Regions from separate parts of the Sus scrofa genome. Here regions 2 and 3 are each linked to region 1. A link is a contact called in public HiChIP or PLAC-seq data. All regions are on one chromosome and are shown on one strand. Each heading gives the region's core, a stretch centred on a gene start, on an enhancer-like site or on the middle of the called end of the contact. The rest is flanking DNA. Distances are from core to core; before and after follow the strand shown.

Evidence for each region. HiChIP or PLAC-seq counts read pairs in DNA pulled down with a chosen protein or histone mark.
Region 2: a contact with region 1 is called in an H3K27ac HiChIP or PLAC-seq map of alveolar macrophages, with 6 times the contacts expected there. The contact joins the enhancer-like site here to the promoter of POLD3 in region 1. A contact is called at or near these places in 2 of 5 promoter capture datasets (fetal liver and liver), 11 of 47 Hi-C or Micro-C datasets (alveolar macrophages, blood, embryonic fibroblasts and 7 more) and 2 of 2 datasets of contacts at active chromatin or transcription factors (alveolar macrophages and skeletal muscle).
Region 3: an H3K27ac HiChIP or PLAC-seq map of alveolar macrophages shows a contact between it and region 1. The contact joins the promoter of LIPT2 here to the promoter of POLD3 in region 1. A contact is called at or near these places in 1 of 47 Hi-C or Micro-C datasets (liver) and 1 of 2 datasets of contacts at active chromatin or transcription factors (alveolar macrophages).

Annotation. Positions count from the first base shown.
Region 1 is chr9:8,904,074-8,908,192 of Sscrofa11.1, reverse strand. It overlaps POLD3 (polymerase (DNA-directed), delta 3, accessory subunit), which reads right to left and starts at 1,702. Exons shown (of 14, transcript NM_001244235.1): 1 at 1,564-1,702; 2 at 192-247. The coding sequence starts at 1,623.
Region 2 is chr9:8,802,406-8,806,524 of Sscrofa11.1, reverse strand. All of the region lies in intron 1 of LOC106504800 (a long non-coding RNA gene), which reads right to left. All of the region lies in intron 1 of LOC110255398 (a long non-coding RNA gene), which reads left to right. Among named protein-coding and RNA genes, the nearest start is that of KCNE3, 17 kb to the left of the region's middle. Within about 2 kb of position 1,849, at least 10 of the 83 cell types and tissues checked have an H3K27ac peak or open chromatin away from gene starts, as enhancers often do. A contact at or near this core is called in alveolar macrophages, where this site is marked.
Region 3 is chr9:8,838,595-8,842,713 of Sscrofa11.1, reverse strand. LIPT2 (putative lipoyltransferase 2, mitochondrial) reads left to right here and starts at 2,107. Exons shown (of 2, transcript XM_003129640.5): 1 at 2,107-2,584; 2 at 3,384-4,119. The coding sequence starts at 2,137. The coding sequence ends at 3,613. LOC106504801 (a long non-coding RNA gene) reads right to left here and starts at 2,080. Exons shown (of 3, transcript XR_001298608.2): 1 at 1,990-2,080; 2 at 1,401-1,516.

The DNA.
Region 1 (4,119 bases), core at 453-2,952:
AAGGATCCAGCGTTGCCGTGAGCTGTGGTGTAGGTCACAGACGTGGCTCGGATCCCGAGTTGCTGTGGCTCTGGCGTAGGCCGGTGGCTACAGATCTGATTAGACCCTAGCCTGGGAACCTCCATATGCTGCGGGAGCAGCCCTAAAGGACAAAAAGACCGAAAATAAATAAATAAATAAATTGTACTTACTGTTTGGCCTGATTAACATGAACTCCTAGTGTATAGCTCAGCCATTTGTATGTCACCTGCAAGAAGAAGAAATTTTTTAAATGTTTTATGATGACTCCAGAGTGAGGGTCAGTCCCAAGGGCTCCTCAAGATTCTTACTCTCAGATGATAATGCATTATAAATTACATTAGATGCCACCCCAGTTTTGCCAAGAGCTGTCCGTCTGGGCAGGGAGGATCACGGTATTTATCTTGCAGATACTAAGAAGTTTGTATCGCAGATCAATTCATGCAAAAGAGTCTAAAAAGAAAGCCTGAATATACATAGGAAAAGCTCTTACTTTCCTCACACTCCTTGTTTTACTAAGCCCCCCCCCACATTCTGCCTTTTTTTGGGCCACCACCAGAAACTATCTTCAAACTCAACCGGAAGCCAGGTTACTCTGGACTGTATGACTCCAACTTCTGAGGAAAGGTGCAGCCATACAAACATTAGAGCGCCCACAGGTGGTGCCGGGTCAGGTAATGAGTGAAGTGGTTGAATAGTGTATCAGGGGTGAGATTGGGAACAACTGGCATCAAGCTTTGTTCCCCCTGCCATCCCTCCTTGACCTCTCCTGTCATTTGCCACTTCCTCCCAACCTGTCGAGTTTCCAACAATCAGAAAACTTACAAAGGTTAGGCAAAAGCGGTGTGATGTGGAGGAAATCACTAGCAAGAGACAAATCTAGGCTGGAAAACTGATTATCCCTTACTAACCGCAAGCAAAGACATTATCTGGTCCCTCTGCTTCAACTGCCTTTTGTAGGGATACTTCCACCGACTTCTAGCGGGTCGCTGTAAAGATTAAACGCAGTCATGTGTATCCAAGCTCACAGCAAGCCCTCAATCTTCCCGATTTGCGAAACGCACTCACATTCATCGTCTCACTTGAATCTTGACTCTAACCCTGCGAGGCAGGTCAAACCTCTATCAACACCAAACTTCCGGGAAGAGGAAAACAACGGACGGTCGGAGGGTTTGCACAACTTATCACTTAACCCGGCTAAGACACAAATTTCCTCAAGGGTAACTTAGGACTTCAAACTTGTCAGACAGGTGTAGAGAGACCTGAGAAACGCTATCAATGAACGCTCCTCCCTCCGCGCCTGACCCCCGCGGCGCGTGGTCGGGGCGCAGAGCCCAGCACGCCCACCCCAGGGACGCGGGTTCGCGCGACAAGGAGAGCTCCTCCCCGGCGAGGCCTCGCTCGCTCTGGGACACTAGGCACGGGGACGAGACCCCCTCGGCCAGTCCCCACCCGGCCACACGCACAGGGGTCAAGGCCCCCGCCGGCCTCACCGGGCCCAGGACCCCAGTCGCGCGCCCGCATCCCCCAGCCCGAAGTCCTCACGATTTTGTTCTGGTCCGTGACGAACTCGTCTATATTTTCCAGATAAAACTGGTCCGCCATGGTGCCGCCGTGCCGGGCCCCGCCGCCTCGGAGCTCCCCCGCGCCGCCACAACCGCGGCTCCCGCCGGCGGGAAACGTCTCTTTAGCCCCCCACGTCCCGGGTCGTTTCCCACGGCAACGGAAGCGACGCGCTACGGCGGCCGCCGAGGGTCAAACGAGGCTCGGAGACGGCGCTGGCTGAAGTAGGCGGGGCTAATAGGAGCGAACGGAAGTGAGGAGCCGGGGTGCGGGCGTGCCCTGCAGGCGCTGTCTGTAGAACCTTGGTTTCTACTCTCAGCTCTGCCGCTCGGTGAGCAACTCAGGGCAAAATAGCTCACCTGTAGGAGCCGCAGTCTTTCCACTTGTAAACTGATAAAATAATCCTTGCCCTTGCATGCGTGTATTCAACAAGTATTAAGTACCCCATCTATTCCAGGCACTTAGGCACTGGGACACAGCAGTGAACAATAAAGACAGAAATAAACAAGTATTTTAGTAAAGTCCTCCCAGCTGTGATAAAGTACTGCCTGTTAGAATCTCAGAATGGAGAAATTAGGGAAGGTTTTCCAGAGGGGATGAGAGAGGGGAGTGTTTGCTGGGAAGAGAAGGAATTTCATTATGGCTGGAATGCTGGGAGAGGGCAATGAGAGATGAGACAGAAGAATCCAAAGGATGCTGTGCCTTCCAAGTTGTGTGAGGGGACACGTGAACTTTATTCTCAAGAAGTTTTCAAATTGGGGAATTCCAACTAAAATGTCTCCTAACATCAGCTAAAATACCCTTCAGCATAAGCCAGTGAATTTCAGTAGGGCAGCCTAATGGATAATGGAGCAGGCTCTAGAGTTAGACCTGGGCTTTGAATCTTGGTTTTGATATTTGTTGTGTGGACTTAGGTAAGTTATTTAACCACTGCAAGCCTGTTTCCTATCTCTAAGATGGAAATAGTAATAGCACCCTCTTCAAATGTTGGTTGCAACATGCATTTATTCAAGGTAAAGTCAGCCAAAGCCCACTAAGGGCCAGGCATTGTTCTGGGTGCTGGGGTACTGGAGATACAGCTGTGATCAGTATTACACAGAGCCTGTTCACAAGTAGCTTCCATTTTCTTGGAGATTTTTTTTTTTTTTTTTTTGGCTATTTTCTTTGCTCTTCCATTATAGCACTTGCATTAATTCTGTACCTCTCCTCTTGTCTCAGTCATTTAGACTACATGGAAATCCATTGTCTATTTTTCTTTTTTTTTTCTTTTTTTTGTCTTTTTGCTGTTTCTTTGGGCTGCTCCCACGGCACATGGAGGTTCCCAGGCTAGGGGTCCAATCAGAGCTGTAGCCACCGGCCTACACCACAGCCACAGCAACTCGGGATCCGAGCCGCGTCTGCAACCTACACCACAGCTCACGGCAACGCCGGATCGTTAACCCACTGAGCAAGGGCAGGGACCGAACCCGCAACCTCATGGTTCCTAGTCGGATTCGTTAACCACTGCGCCACGACAAGAACTCCTCTTGGAGATTTTTAAGTGAGGGATAGTAGAGCCTTAAAATAGGGTACATATGGAGTTCCCGTCATGGTGCAGTGGTTAATGAATCCAACTAGGAACTATGAGGTTGCGGGTTCGATCCCTGGCTTTGCTCAGTGGGTTAAGGACCTGGCGTTGCCGTGAGCTGTGGTGTAGGTTGCAGATGTGGTGTGGCTGTGGCGTAGGCTGGTGGCTACAGCTCTGATTAGACCCCTACCTGGGAACCTCCATATGCTGCGGGAGCGGCCCTAGAAATGGCAGAAATGCCAAAAAAAAAAAAAAAAAAGGATATGTATTGGAAATTAAGAACTAAGTGACTTTTTTTTTTTTTTTTTTTTTTTGCTTGTCAGGGCCACACCCAGGGCATCTGGGGGTTCCCAGGCTAGGGGTCAAATCGGAGCTATAGCTACTGGCCTACACCACAGCCTCAGCAACAGGGGATCCCATCTGCATCTGTGACCTACATCACAGCTCAACTCCTAGCCTGGAAACTTCCATATGCTGAGGGTGTGGCCCTAAGAAGCAAAACAAACAAACAAAAAAACCTAAGTGACTTGGGTTTGCTTTGAGTCAGCAAAACCTGCTAATGAATTAGATGTGTGGAGTATAGAGAGACAGTAATCAAGAAAAATACCTAGATTTGGAAACCTAAATCTTTAGGTAAATGATGATGCCTTTGACTACCGAAAGCTGAAGACTAAGAGAAAAAGTAGATGATAAAGAATTTTATTTGGTCAGAGTTATAAATGAGATAATATACGTATAATCCTTATGCCATGCCTGTGCACAATAAAATCAACAATTAGCACCTGTACTTGGAATTGGCAAATAACAAAATGATTTTAAGAAAATCTATAACATTACTACACAGCAGACACACTGTATCAGGCTTGGAGATTGAGATTTCATTTGATTCTCCTAGGATCCCTGCTAATGGATTTGGTTTGTCAGTGTTTTTGGGGGTGGTTTTGGTTTTGGTTTTTTGAATTTTTTTTTTT
Region 2 (4,119 bases), core at 600-3,099, 100 kb after region 1:
CACTAACTCCCTCAACACTAGGTACAAAACGGACACAGAGATCAGCCACAGGACCTGCCGGGGGATTAGAAGGGCTCTTTCTCAGGAAAAGAGCCAATGTGAATATTTGGTGCATCTCCCTCAGTTGGAGAGAGGATGAGACTATTTAAAAACATCTCAGGAGTTCCTGTCGTGGCGCAGCGGAAATGAATCTGACCAGGAACCATGAGGTCGCGGGTTCGATCCCTGGCCTCACTCAGTGGGTTGAGGATCTGATGTTGCCGTAAGCTGTGGTGTAGGTGGCAGATGCAGCTCGGATCTGCTGTTGCTGTGGCTGTGGTGTAGGCTGGCAGCTGCAGCTCTGATTAGACCCCTAGCCTGGGAACCTCCATATCGCGGGTACATCCCTAAAAAAATTAAAGTAAATAAATACAAACATCTCAGAAGATCTCTATGGGACAGCTACAGGTTAACAGTTCTGCTCTTAGTTTATCATTCATTCATTTATTTAAGAAATATTAAGTCCCAAGATATTAGGCGATGTGTTTGGCAAAGTAATACAATAGCAAACAAGAAAGGCACAGTCTCCGCTGTCATGGGGGGAAGGTTTAGCTCACCACTTCAGCTTTTCTACCTATAAAGGAGTTTTATTTCTATGGAGCTTTAGTTTGAACTCCTCCGCCCCTCCTCTGCAAAGGTCGAGGCTTCTTTCACCCATGTTACTGCCCTGCTTATACTACTGAGAGTTTTTAGGCATCGTTCTCTCGGGCGCGTCTTTTCCACTTAGAAACAATGCAAAGGTGCAGGCAGGAACTATGCCTAATGCATCTCTCTGCCCTCATCAACCAGGATAAGGCTTAGCACAAAGCGTGTGCTTGGTAAATACTGCTGGAATGAACAATTATGCCACATAATCTCTCACACGTCTATCGTGCTTCCAACCTTTCAAGACACTTGCATCTCCATTATCTCCTTTGATTTAGAGAGTTTGGTCGGGTGGATTCAATTAGAAGAGGATGTGAGAACACTTTGTGAAGTATGAATGGGGAAGCAGGTTATCGAACGCTCTTGCTAGTCCTGAGGCCAGGAGAATTTAGATGGCATACTTAAGGTCATGCAGCAGGAGTCTGTGCTGGAATCTACAGCTCCTGGACTTCTGTGTCTGGACTTTTCCTCCCCGCATTAGGGGTAACTGACAAAGGAAAGGTACAGACAACAGGTTTGGGGAGCCCCTGAATATGACTGCAAACTCCAGGGAGTGATGCAGTGATGTTCTGCCCAGGTCTTTGGGGCCAGTGCACCCATCACCCAGCTGCTGGGGACGTGCTGAGAGCTCCCAGCTGTATCTCTCACTACGCACTGCCCTGGGCCACAGAGAACGCTTCTACCCAAGGCTATACCCCACTCTGGGGCCCACACATGACCAGCAACAGACCGATGTGGGGATACAAACGTCTGATTCCATGGCATCAACTGGAGACCATTCTGAGGGGCCATCTCCACTCCAGAACTCCCGGGAGAATCAGCTGAGGTTTTAGCTACAACCACACTGTGAGTTAGCATCTCCCTCCGCCCACCCCTGCTTCCTTACTTCCTCACTGATGCGTCTCTCAAGAGCACACGCCCAAAACCTGCATGCCGCTCTCCATCTCCGTCTGAATCAGTCGGTCCCCCAAGAACTGTTCCCGAGCACTGAGCTGGTCCCAAAGGAGTTGTCAGTAATGACAGGAATGGGATGACAGGACATAGCTGGTTCTAGCAAAACCAAAATGAAGACAAGGCAGGGACAGAGGCTGGCAGTGAGTGTACAACTCAGCAGGATATGGTCACTGAATAAGAACTGGCCACTAGAGGGCCCCGCACTACACATCGAAAGCTCTGCTGCTGCGCCGGAGCTAAATTCTAAACTTGCCTTTGACTTGGTAGCCACCCAGCATACTGTCTGCCGTCGTCGGGGGAAACTGCTGGTATGGTCTAACGCTGCCTTTTCTTTTACCTATTCCATGAACACCAGTGTCCTAGCCTGTTCCAATACTCTGTCACCCGGCACTCTGCCCAGGTCTCTGGGCCCCACGCACCCATCACCCAGCTGCTGGGGACATATAAATGTACTCCCATAAATCGAAGCTTCCAAGCTGAGTTTTTTTTTCCACCCGCCGCTCTCATTGTTCCCAAGGGGTTCAGAAGATGAGAGATATGGGATTCCAAAGCGTTGGCTGTGACAGTTCCCACCCAGAAACGGAGCGAATTGGCAACATAATCTAGTCTGTCACTATGCCTTCTCTTCCTTGCTCCTCCAGTTTTTGCAGTTCAGATACAGGATGACATGCGAACGGCAGTGGCCAAGGGAGAAAGGGGTCATGGGAGTCTTCGCAGACGATGAAAAAGTTGGAGAACGTTGTATGCCAATGAACAAATGAATCCAATCAATTAATTTTTTTCCGCTGTGGACCTTGCAAAAAGACTTCAAGTATCATTCTGGAAGGACAGTCAGTCCTTTGCAAGCTGGGAGGCTTTCTTTATGGGGGAGGCATTTAGAGGTCTCTGTTTCAACATATACATCCTTAAAGGGACAGAGCTGAACTCTTTGGGAGGGGAAAGCGCTGGAGATTCAAGAGGAGCAGAGTTGGATTTCTACAGAGCCAGGAGGAGGGAGGGGACCTAAGGACCTGCACATGGCTCTCTCCAAGGATTTCTGGCAGTGGTGACCACGATGGCACCTGGGGATTAAACACTAAGCCATGGCTTTGGGAGCCAGATAATAGCTCTTGGTGGCCTGGTTTAGAATAGAAGGAGTAGATGCCTTGAGCAACTGGGCCAGACACATCTGATTGCAACACACCTGCTGTGACAATGAACTACAACTACAAAGGACTGAAGGTGGCTCCTCAGGTTTTTTGGAATGAGTGAGTCCTGAGGTATTTGCATATCCACACAAGTTCTGATGTTGAATGTCCCACCAACCTATTAGCTAATGAGCATGAAGCTTAATTTAATTTGTGTGTGTGTGTCTTTTTAGGGCCGTACTCGAAGCACATGGAAGTTCCCAGGCTAGTGGTCAAGTTGGAGCTGTAGCTGCCGGCCCATGTGGCAGCCACAGCAACACCAGATCCAAGTGGAGTCTACGGCCTACACCACAGCTCACGGCGATGCCGGATCCTTAACCCACTGAGCAAGGCCAGGGATGGAACCCAAGTCCTCATAGATACTAGCTGGATTTGTTTCCACTGAGCCACAATGAGAACTCCTAAAGCTAAATTTAATTTTTTATTTTATTTTATTTTATTTTTTGCTTGTTAGGGCCGCACCTGTGGCACATAAAGTTTCCCAGGGTAGGGGTTGACTCTGAGCTGCAGCTGCCAGCCTACGCCACAGCCACGGCAACCCAGGATCTGAGCCACGTCCGCAACCTACGCCATAGTTCACTGCAATGCTGGATCCTTAACCCACTAAGCAAGGTCAGTGATTGAAGCCACATCCTCATGGATACTAGTGGGTTTGTTACCCCTGAGCCACAGCAGGAACTCCAAGTTTAATTTGATTCAAATTAGAAAAATTTAATTTGATTTAGGAAAAAAATCAAGAAATACAATGTTTTTGCACTAGCTATTGAACTAATCAAATGGGTTCCATTGTTGGAGCTCAGATATCACAGGAGCAAAACTAGCCTGGCCAGGTTAATTAAAAGAAGAGTAATAATCTTTTGGGAGATTACCACGTGTTAGGCAATGCACTATTTTATTTAATCCGCAAAACATGCCTAGGAGGTAGACAGGGACTTAGAGAAGTCAAGGAGGCCAGCCCAGGTCACGTGGTTGATAAATGGCAGGACCAGGCTTGCTGGACTCCGCAGCTGTCTCACTTCTCCACCCACTCACTCCCTCTCATCAGCCATGCAACCCACTGACATCCAGTCCCTCGCTCACTGCTTCATTCAGCAGATAGTCACTTAGACAGTGAGTGGTATCAATACAGTTATTTTGTCACTTGAACAGTGAGATCTAGTAGTAGCTTAAAAAGCAAACGAATCTTAGAATTATAGACTGCACTGGCACCTGATCTAGTGGGGAAAGCAAAAGCTTTAGAGCTCAGCGGTCTAGCTTGAAATCCCGGGTCTGCTATTTGCTCCCTATGACACCT
Region 3 (4,119 bases), core at 858-3,357, 66 kb after region 1:
AGAGGAAAAACTTCCACAACGTGAGACACGTGGCCGGTGGGAGTGTAAAATGGTACAGCTCCTCTGGAGGGCTGTTGGGCAGCGTCTGGAAAATAAACATGCAGCTACCATATGACCCTGCAATTACATTTTTGGGCCCTTAGTCTAGAGAAATGAAAATTGACGGTCACATAAAAAATCTGTACGTGCACATCTGTAGCAGCTTTATTCAGAATATCCGAAAACTGGAAATAACCGAGTCATTCTTCACTGGGTGAATGCTTAAACTGCGGTCCCTCCATATCATGGAATAATACACATCAATAAAAGGAAATGGATTATGGACACACGCAACGACCCAGATGAGTCTCTAGAAAATTACGCTGAGTGGGGAAGAAAGCCCATTCCCAAAGTTTACATGCTGTGTGATTCCATTTACATAACACAGATCAGTGTTTGCCAAGAGTTAAGTAGTGGTGTTGCTCTAAAAAAGCAACAGGAGAGCTCCTTGTGGTGACGGAAATGTTTGGTACCTTGACTGTATCAGTGTCAATATCCCAATTGTGTGTGACACTGGCAATACTCTACATTTGAGGGGATCTGGGTAAAGGGTACAAAGGATTCCTCTGAGTTTTTTTCCTTACAAGTGCATGCAAGTTGACCATTTTCTCAAAATAAAAAATATAATTAAAATATTCCCTGTGTGGTTTTCTCTCTTGTCTAAATCCTGATACAATACCCTTCATCAGATTGGGGAATTTCTCTCCTCTTCCTCGTCTGATGAGAGTTTTAGTCAGAGTAGGTGTTGATTTCTGCCAACTGCTTTTTCTGCATCGATTTAAAAAATCATATGCTTTTTCTTCTTTTGGGTGAATTACAGTTTGATTTTAGAATGTTAAGCCGATTTTGCATTCCTGGGATAAATACTACTTCATCATGATGTATTAATGCATTTATACATTGCTGGAAAAATTTCCTTGTATTTGTTTAGGATTTTAATGCCTATTCTTATGAAATGCCCTTTCAAATATCTAGGGGAGTGCTCAATGTTTTTAGTTTCTAAAATTAAAAAAGACCTGAGCAAAAGTAGGAAAATATTAAAATTTGGTAAGGCCGGATGGTAGGTGAGCAGTAATTTGTTACATTATACTATTCTGCATTCTTCTTCTCATTCTTCTTTCTTTTCATGTGAAAAATCCTCGGCTGCAGCTTAGAAGACCAGTTCAGAGGACAGGCTGAGGACATAAAAACTGAGTTCTGCATGCTGTGGGTGATTCATGGATGGGATAGCCTTGTGTAACCTCTTCACCTAGCTAGCATTAGGCCTAACACATAGTTGGTACTCACTGAGTTTACTGAATGAATTTGGATTTGTTTAAATTATACTCCAATGCAACACTGGTGCTGTGATCCAGACTCACCCCCAGGATCTAGACAGTCACTCCCTCAGCTTCTGAAAGGACGTTGCTCATGACTCAGTTCCTCTCTGGGAATCACTCTCCACCAAAGGAAGCAGCCTTGCCCAAAGTTACAGCACCTGTCCAGATATAGCCTCTAATTATCACTGGTCAACGCAAGGATCTAAGTTTCTGGCTTCCTTCTTTAATCTGGAACTACTCTGAAGGTCATCCCAGGCTCAGAGCATTCTTTGGGATTGGCTGAGGCTTCTGCTAAAATAGTTTCACAATTCAACCTCTCCTGCCTAATTCTGCTTCCATTGCTGCCTTAGAGGTTTGACCTTGAAACTACGTTCTCCCCAAAGAACCTCCTTCATGTTAACCTCCCTCTTCCTCGGGGGAACTCCACCCAGGACTTGAATTACCCTATTTTACTTCTCCTTTCATAGCAGCTATCACTATATGAAAAAAGCTTATTCACTTAATGCTAAATACTTGCTTATTCTCTGTTGCAAGAATGTAAGCTTCCCAGGACAGATTTTTTTCATAAGTTATGCACTACTGTGTCATGTGCCTAAATACTTGTTGGAATGAAGGAATGAAAGAGATATACCTTGTCCTAAGTCTTGTACAGTCTCTCGACCTCCCAACAAGCATTCACCCGCAGAGACTCGGGACAATCCCCTGAATCCCCGCCCTTCAAGGAACGCCCCCAGGTCCAGGCAGGAGGCGGGGCCTCGCGGACGCCGCGGCCGGAGCGATGCGACTACCGGTGGTGCGGCTGGTGAGGTTAGGTCAGGTGCCCTACGCCGAACTGCTGGCGCTGCAGGAGCGCTGGCTGCGGCGGCTGCAGGCCGAGTCAGGGACCAAGGCGGGCGTGCTCTTGCTCTGCGAGCCTGCGGGGCCCGTATACACCGCCGGGCTGCGCGGCGGTCTGACGGCCGAGGAGGCGGCGCGGCTGCGGGCCTTGGGCGCCGAAGTGCGCGCCACTGGTCGTGGCGGCCTAGCCACCTTCCATGGCCCGGGCCAGTTGCTCTGCCACCCGGTACTCGACCTCCGACCCCTTGGCCTGCGACTGCGGACCCACGTGGCAGCGCTGGAGGCGTGGGCGGTGCGCCTGTGCGAGCTCCAGGGCCTACCCGGCGCCCGCGCTCGGCCCCCGCCCTACACCGGCGTCTGGCTGGGAGAGCGGAAGATCTGCGCGATTGGTGAGCGCCTCGAGGCGGGGCCGGGCCGGGGGCGGGGCCTTCGGGGCGGGGGCGGGGCCGGACCAATGGTGCTGAGAGCAGAGCTCCGGGTGGGAGGAGGTGTACCTGGCGCGGGCTTTGAATCAGGACTACTCGCTACGTTTAAAAGTTTTTAAACCTCTCTACTGATAGTTCAGAACCAGAAGGCCCCTCCGGTCACTTCGTTCAATGCTTATTTTTACTAACGGAGAGACACGAGAAATGAACTGCCAGGTTACGTCACAAGGAGAAGACAATGAGGGTGACAAAAATTTTGACACTCGTGTGTGTGTTTTTAAGGACTACCCTCGGCTTATGGTAGTTCCTGGGCTACAGGTCGAATTGGAGCTACAGCTGCCGGCCTCTGCCATAGCCACAGCCACAGCCACGTGGGATCCGAGCAGCGTCTGCGACCTACACAGCTCCCAGCAATGCCAGATCCTTAACCCACTGAGCCAGGCCAGGGATGAGACCCGCGTCCTCAGGGATACGAGCGTCGTTGGGTGCTGAGCCACAACAGGAATTCCCAAACTTTTTTTTTTAAGCAACAGAATCTCTTTGTTAAAGGACATATTCTGTAATCTCCATAATAAGTGCTGCTACTGTGGAGCCACACACCTCCCCTCCCATTTTGCCCCCTCCCCTAATCTGTACCCTTTGTGTGCTCTAGAAACAGTAGGAAAGTCATTGGTCTAGCCCAGTTTCCTCATCACACTGAGAGGGATCCTGAAGCCTGGTGAGGGAGAATATCCATTCTAAAACCCGTTGGTTTGCCTTGCAGGAGTCCGCTGCGGAAGGCACATCACCTCCCACGGCCTGGCCCTGAACTGTTCCACGGACCTCACGTGGTTTGAGCACATAGTGCCCTGTGGGCTGGTTGGGACAGGCGTCACTTCCCTGAGTCAGGAACTGCAGAGGCACGTCACTGTGGATGAAGTCATACCATCTTTCCTTGAGGCCTTTAAGGAGACTTACAAGTGCACATTGATCTCAGAGGACAGCCCCAACTGAAGGGCGTTTGTGTTAGTACAGCTTGGAGGTCCTGCCTTGTTTCCAAGGCACCACACCTGACCCGGAGGCCCTGAAACCCAGATTCTAGACTCACCATGAGCCTGTGGGCAAATCAGAAGCTCTGAGCCGTTTTTTCCATATGTATCCGGGTTTATTTATATCTTCCCCCCATCTCAGGTATAGATCTGAAGACATGGTGAAATGCAACATGTGCTATATAAATAGAAGGTGTTAGCACTACTATTGACACCATTTTCTTGGCTTAGAAAAGCTCAGATGCCATAGGGTGTCACTTCTCAAATATCTATTACTTTTTCAATACTGTATTTAATTGGGGAAAGTCTGGGCTCCAGTTCCTCTGACTTTTGTGAGACTCGTATCTCTGGATCATCCAGATGAAGGTGATGTGATGTACTTTTTCATTCTCAGGAGACCTGAGTGCTTTCTGCAACAAAAAGAAAAGTCCTCTAAAAAAATAAAATGGGAGTTCCCGTCGTGGCGCAGTG